Linked DNA regions of Zea mays: region 2 is linked to region 1. A link is a contact called in public Hi-C data. All regions are on one chromosome and are shown on one strand. The core of a region is the stretch at or near the end of the contact, and the rest is flanking DNA. Distances in the headings are between cores, read along the strand shown. Region 1 holds the start of LOC100280624 (dihydrolipoyllysine-residue succinyltransferase component of 2-oxoglutarate dehydrogenase complex). Region 2 holds the start of LOC100278683.

Region 1 (3,505 bases), core at 338-2,837:
TCGGTTTTCGGTATCGTAATCGGTTTTCACTGTATACCGAACCGAAATACCAAAAAAACCGAATACCAAACTTTATCAATTGTAAAATTTGATTTTTCGATTATGTGAACTAAATGTGTGAAGCAATTAAATTGTTATTCACTTATTTATATGTGATGTATGATGTATCTCTAAATATTTGTACCTATATAATTTTTACTTTTTAAAATTATGTATAATCTATCATATAAACTTGTTGCATGTGTTGTTTCGAGTATAAGTTTGGTATTCGGTTTTTACCGAAAAACTGAAGTAAAAAACCGATACCGAAGTTCTTGGTTTTCATTTTCTAGAAAACCGATTGGTTTCTAATGTCTAGAAAACCGAAGTTTTTTAAAACCGAAAAACCGAACCGAAATTTCAAAAAAAGCCGAATGCCCAGCCCTAGAGCTTCCTGTTGCGCCTGAGGCTGAACTTAGTTATTGTCAGCCTCACCCTGGCGGGTGCACAACAGTCGGAGAGGGGCGAGCGACGCTGTTTTCCTGTTAGGTCGGCCAGTGGAAGGTCGAAGTGACTGCGGTCACTTCAACCTTGCCGACTGAGGCACATGTGTCAGGATAAGGTGTCAGGCGATCCTCGCATTGAATGCGTCTGCGATACGGTCGGTTGGTGAGACGATTTGGCCAAGGTTGCTTCACAACGAAGCCTGCCCGAGCTGGGGTTCGGGCGAGTCGAGGGTGCGCCCGCTGCTTGAGGAGGCCCTCGGGCGAGGTGAGAATTCGTCTGAGACTTCTGTTTCCGCCCGAGGCTGGGCTCGGGCGAGGCGAGATCGCGTCCCTTGAGTAGACGAAGTCTTGACCTGAATCGTGCCCATCAGTCTCTGCACCTTGTGCTGATGGTGGTTACCAGCCGTGTTTAGGAGTGTTAGGGGTACCCCTAATTACGGTACCCGACCTGACACTATACATATAGCTATAAGAATTACTGGGCATCATTGTCATTTCTTCTGAAGTAGTAGCAGACATGTCGGTCTCCTTCGTTTCAGGACTAGCTACTTCAGCCTCGACAACATGCTTCGGCTCAGTGCATAAACCGAATCTTCCTCCGCTTCTCTTCTCACCTGTGTTGACACCCTTCGGTAAAACATAAGTTAATTACTTCTGAGATAAATTGTGAAAAGCCGTAAGTATCAATTAATTTTGAGGACCTTTAGCAGCAGGAGCATTTCCCTAACAGTAGCTCTCTCTTGAGATTAGTTCGTTTTTTCATAACGTGCTCAGACTACGAAATAGACGAAGACCTGCAACAAAGGTTCATAAAACACCTTCCTCCACCACATTATTATTAAAACAAAATTAATGGAACAAAGCTCCGAAAAATTGTCCACAGGGCAACGAGCTCAGACACGAACAACTGTCAGAATTAACGGAACCAAGGAAGCTGCTGCGTGTCACAGTGCACTGCAGTGCAGTGCAGTGGAACGCGGTGCGAGGCCCGAGGGGTTGGCACACTGGTGGGTGTGGGAGACTGGGAGGGATCAGCACCGGACCGGAGAACGCGAAGCGACCAGAGGGCGCCCGTGGCCCGCGGGCCGCCCCCATTCCATTCCTTCCAGTTCCAGATCCCATAATTGCACGCGACACTACACCGCCCCCTTCCGCAAGTCAGAGGGACATTGCATTGGGGAACTACAGAAAAGGGTCCGAATCGAATCCGTGGTGCACTGCCCCTTCCTCCCCCACAAGCCGCCGCCGCCGCCGTGAGGACTCCGGCGAATGGCGTCCCGCGTCGCCTCGGGCCTCCTCCGCCGCCGCGCCGGCGCCGTAATGCCCTACCTCTCTTTTCTCTCTCCGATGCATGTACGTCTGCGGCTAGCTTTTGTTCCCCCTTTGTTGCGGGCAGCCAGCTGATTTAGGGTTAGCGAGGTGGTCTGACGCAGCGGCCCTGTCCGATGGCTGTGATCCCCCTTGGAGGAGTTCGTCGCGGTCTGTGGCTGCGTCTGGAGAATAATCTGCTACCCTAGTGTTGATCTGGAGAATAATCTGCTACCCTAGTGTTGGCTAGGGGGTTTGCGACCAGGGCATTGATACTTGAGAATGGTCTGTACGTTGGTGCTTGGTGCACCAAGCTCGCCTCCTCTAGGATAATTGTTTGGTACGCCTTGCACAGATTAGGCCTGTATCAGCTTCTCTTTGCTATTGCTGCCCATTCCATGTAAATTTTTATTGCAGTTTACTCACCAAGGATTATGAGGTAGGAACTCCAGATGGATGTCAAGTAATGTTTATCAGACATTTAAAGGAGTCTAGGGACCTAATTAGAATTTGTCTGCTACCTTTTTCTGATATGAAGACTATCGCACATGATTTTGTCAGCCAATTCTATTCCTTGTTGCTATTCAACTGCTGAATGTTTTCTATCTATCAATTAAATTAAGAGTAACTCGTGTTGCATCCCAATTCAATCATAAGAAGCAAGGATGCAGTGGTTGATGGAGAGTGGAGGAGTGGGACTGAGATTTCGTGCATGCTGGATGGTCCAGAGGGTGAGTCAGACTTTGAAGTATAAAGGGGAGTGCCTTGCAAGCTTGTGATGGGAGAGGAATTTATATTCTTCTGCTTTGCAGACCATATTCTGTAAATATAAGAAATTGAGCAGTCAGCAACATTTCCAACTGACACAAAATATAGCAGCAATGGTCTCCATTATATCTAGCAGTGCTTAGTTGTACCAATAACAGTGTGCATGTTTGGTTTGGTGCCTTAGTTTGGCAAATTTTAATACACCTTTTTGTAGTAGCTCTTTGGTTCGTGCTGCTGTTCTGGCGTGCCAAAGAATTTTCAGCTCCAGACCCCTGTTGTGTTAATGTCAGGGGGGTCTCGGCCTAGGGGCCTTTGTATTAGGGGTTGACAAGTCTTGTTTCTCCTATGTTTTTTTTTCTTAATATAATGACACACAGCTCTCCTGCGTTTGTTCAAAAAAAAAGACCCCAACTGTCATATTATCAACTTGTAGCCAACCTTCAGCTCCAGACCCCATCTGTCATACTATCAACCAGTAGCCAACCCTGGCGTGAGGTGTGTCTTGCAAATCATTAACCACACCATAGGAAAGTTTTGGCACAGGGTGTGGCTATGGACTTTGCTACCATTTGCCACAATGTTTTGCCAAACTTGCTGAAGGTTAGGCTGTTAGGTGCTTAAAATCTTTTCCACACCTTGGCAAGCCTACAAGAATTTTGCTATATTTTTTCTGAGGCGTTGGGACGTAAAACCTAGCTTGGTAGAAGTGAATCTTGCCATAATGTGGCTGAAACCGAACAGACTCAAATTGTCTGACCTTAGATGCTGCAAACTATGCTAAGTTGTGGCTGAAATTAATCGGGCCCATAGATTGGATGAGGATCAAATAGGCTCAAATTGCTATTACTGATTTACAGTTCATTTGAAAATAGTTCACCAAGTCTTCTTGGTTATGTGAAATCTCAGAATTTCTATTCCATTTCATGTTTGTAGCAATGCTAATG
Region 2 (3,505 bases), core at 481-2,980, 240 kb after region 1:
TATGTGGTTTTGGGCATGGAGATATACATTATACATGATTACACTTTTATTATCAGTTTATTATTTACTGTTCATGACAAGATGATTATGTTAATGGGAACATGGAGAACCACCCGGAAAACAGTGCTACCACAAGGGTGGTATGGGACACCCTTGACTGACTAACTAGGAAAGCTAGTGGAGGACTACCTTACCCGATAGGGGCAAGGGCAGTATGGGAGTGGTCAGTGTGGGGAGGCCCTTGGGTTAATTTTGCTGCGATGGCGGTCAGGCGAGGGTTCCCTGCATTGTAGCTTCCTAGAAACTGTAGTGGGTTTTCTGAAGCTAGTGGAACTTTGTAAAGGCCTCGTAGTGGTACTCTGCCTCGCTTCCTTGGTAGAGGTGTATGGGGTCCGATCAACCCCGTGGCAAATGGGTAACACGACTTGTGGGTAAAGATGTGTAACCTCTGCAGAGTGTAAAACTGGTATACTAGCCGTGCTCACGGTCATGAGCGGCTCGGACACTCACATGATTAACTTATAGAATTAAATTCAATTTATCATTTGCATCGCATTGGGATTTATTATTATTTTAATTTACTATTGCTATGGTTTAGTATTCACTTACATTTAGTAACTGCTAATAAAATTTTGACCAACTTATAAAAGCAATGCTCACCTTCAACTTTTATTTTGTTGATCAGCCTTACACTTCACATGAATTCCCACCTTTGGTGAGTTCATGCACATTATTCCCCACAACTTGTTGAGCTATGATCTTTTGTGAGCTCACTCTTGCGATATATAAACCCTCCACATGTGAAGAGAAGGTGGTTGAAGAGGAGCCGCCCTACAATGAAGCTTACATGTTGATTTAGGTGGCGTCTCCCAGTCAGCTCTGTGGCGCCAGAAAATAATATTTAGTTCGTTTTTATCATTATTTATTTCCTTGTAAGACTTTCGTTATGTAATAATTATATTTATGATATTTATGACATTTATTTCTATACACTTTGTCATTATATGTGATGTTCTTTCTTGGCGCACATATGAGACGCACCCAACTTTATCCTTTAAATCCGGGTGTGACTGTTCTCTACTGCGGCTCGGTGCCAGAAATAGTTAATGCAGCCGACCACTTATGGCTGGTCAGTCTTAGGCCAGACAAGGAATCCCCTCGAGTGGCTTTCCTTCGGTTCGCGCGGTCCCCCTCTCTAGCTCCACCACGCCTAACCCCGAGCTTAGTGCCTCGGGGTTTATCCGGGGGCGAGCACTTCCAGGGTAGACAGTTCCCTTATCCCCTGCTAGTCGGTGATTCCATATAGTCCAGAGATTCTTATCCCGTACAATCTCTCCGATCGGTGGGCCTCAGAGACCCGTGGATCTTTTTCATGACAGAAATGAAGGGGATCGTAAAGAAATTTGAGTTTCCAAACTAGTGCTAAGAGATTTTTCTTCCTTGTCTTTTCGGGAGATTTTTCTTCCTTGTCTTTTCGGGTTTCTCTTCCCTTACTTTCAAACTTGCCTTTAAAAGTTCTAAGCAGGAGCAGCCATGCAACTACCTTTTTTATGTTTGTTTATGCCATATATTTGGGTCATGCTGGTTTCGTTTGGTCAAACATGGACCAAAATAAATGACTCCATGTATTCTCTCTCCGAAAATCACGCCATAAAGACTCTCCTCTCCGACGACTGACCGTTCCCCGACTCTCTCTCCACATCAGTTTTGGTCCCAAATTCAGCCTGAGAGCTGCAGCAGCGAAGAGCCGAAGAAAGCCAGCCTCGCCTTCCCCCTCTCCCCATACTAATCATCATCAAGGGCCTGCGATTCCAAGTTGCGTTTCCTGTCTGGGGATTCAGGGTGGAAGGAGATGAAATCGCCATTGCGCAGGTTCCGGGGCTTCGCCCTTCATCACCACCACCACCACAGGGAGAGGAAGGACCACCGCCCGCCGTCCGCCAAGCTCGACGAGCTCGTCTACGCCGCCCAGGTCTCCTCTCCGCCGCGAACGCCTCTGTTCATTCCTCTCGGTTATTGCCGTTCGTTCTGCCGTGTGGTTACGCGTTAAAGTCGGATCGTGTGTGCTCGTCGAGGAGCCGCTGTCCCGTCGCTTGCTTATGCCGCTGATTTTCATGGGCTGTGTTGGCCGCAGTGATTTGTTCCTGGGGCACGATGATTTTTTAGGATCGAATGACCTTCGCCTATACATTCTTTTCTGAGCTATAAATCCTTTTTCGTGTTTATTTCTTATATATAGTTTTGCGCTTTTTCTTTTAGACTGGGAATTCTACTTAGTAATCTGTTCATACATTATTTGGATATGATCAGTGAAATGTGTGGATTTGATCGCTTTCATGTATTATTGTGGCCACTAGAGATTTGGAGTCCAGAAGCACATAGTATTCATTTTGTGGCCTGTTTCTTCCTGGTCAAAGTCCACGGTAGGAAGCTTGGGTCGCAGAAAGTAGCTATCTAGAACTCGTCTACAGTCAGCAATTCAAAGTCGTCATGAGAGGAACTGATCATTTGTTTAACCTAGCATTGCCTGCTGGGCGTTATTATATTCAATACCAGTGGAAATACGTTTTCTGAAATTCAGGGGAATTGAGTCTTTTTTTTCAGCATTTCCGTCTCAGATACAATGAACAGTTCCTGTCTTTACTTGACTGCATCTTAATGGATAAATTATGGTGAAAGCTGTTCAGACATGAATGTGATGTTGGATAGTGATTGAAGTTTATTATATGGTACAAGTTTGACAGGACTATAAGCTGATCCATGATTTAAATTTTCAGACAAATTCACAAGTCATTCACTTTCTCATGTGAACTGTAATAGGAAGAAAAGATTTGGGGCCACAACTGCCCTCTAGTGGAAATTAAAAAAATTTAACCCACCTTTTGCAACAAACATGGAATTGTACTTTGCAGGAAATGGAAGATATGAGGAACTGTTACGATAGCTTGCTTTCAGCTGCAGCCGCAACGACAAATAGTGTATATGGTGATTGCTATTTTTACTTCTAATGAAATAAAACTGTCCCTATCTTCACATCAGATATTTCATCTGTCGTTCTTACAGTCACATGTAATCTATTTATACAGAGTTTGCGGAAGCCATGGGTGAAATGGGAACTTGCTTGCTTGAAAAAGCTGCATTGAATTATGATGATGATGAAAGTGGTGAGTGATTTCGTGGATCTGTATGTATGAGATGGAAATTTGTGGTTTGAAATTATTCTTACGAGTGTCTTTAGCAAATTGGTTTTCGTGTTTTAGAGCCAACTATACTATTTTTCAGCATATCCATTTCTTTCTTGAGCGGTGTATGCCATTTTTGTATGGATAAGCCCTGAAACAAAATTTTCTGCTACTCAGCCCCCTGTATAAAGAGAGACAGGTGTTGGCTGAATCTGAAACACGAGGAGGCAGTAAAATGGGATTTGGAAGAATAGAATATTATCCACTGGATTTGGATAGAATCCTCTTAAGCAATTCATTTACCTGAAGTACTGAATCATGAA

Evidence for each region. Hi-C and Micro-C count contacts between places; a contact is called where the count stands out from the background.
Region 2: a contact with region 1 is called in a Hi-C map of leaf, with 9 times the contacts expected there. The contact joins the promoter of LOC100278683 here to the promoter of LOC100280624 in region 1. A contact is called at or near these places in 8 of 25 Hi-C or Micro-C datasets (ear, endosperm, leaf and 2 more).

What each region holds. Positions count from the first base shown.
Region 1 is chr10:113,012,478-113,015,982 of Zm-B73-REFERENCE-NAM-5.0, forward strand. LOC100280624 (dihydrolipoyllysine-residue succinyltransferase component of 2-oxoglutarate dehydrogenase complex) reads left to right here and starts at 1,588. Exons shown (of 13, transcript NM_001153542.1): 1 at 1,588-1,802. The coding sequence starts at 1,755.
Region 2 is chr10:113,256,799-113,260,303 of Zm-B73-REFERENCE-NAM-5.0, forward strand. LOC100278683 reads left to right here and starts at 1,731. Exons shown (of 11, transcript NM_001371665.1): 1 at 1,731-1,972; 2 at 2,913-2,985; 3 at 3,087-3,164. The coding sequence starts at 1,853.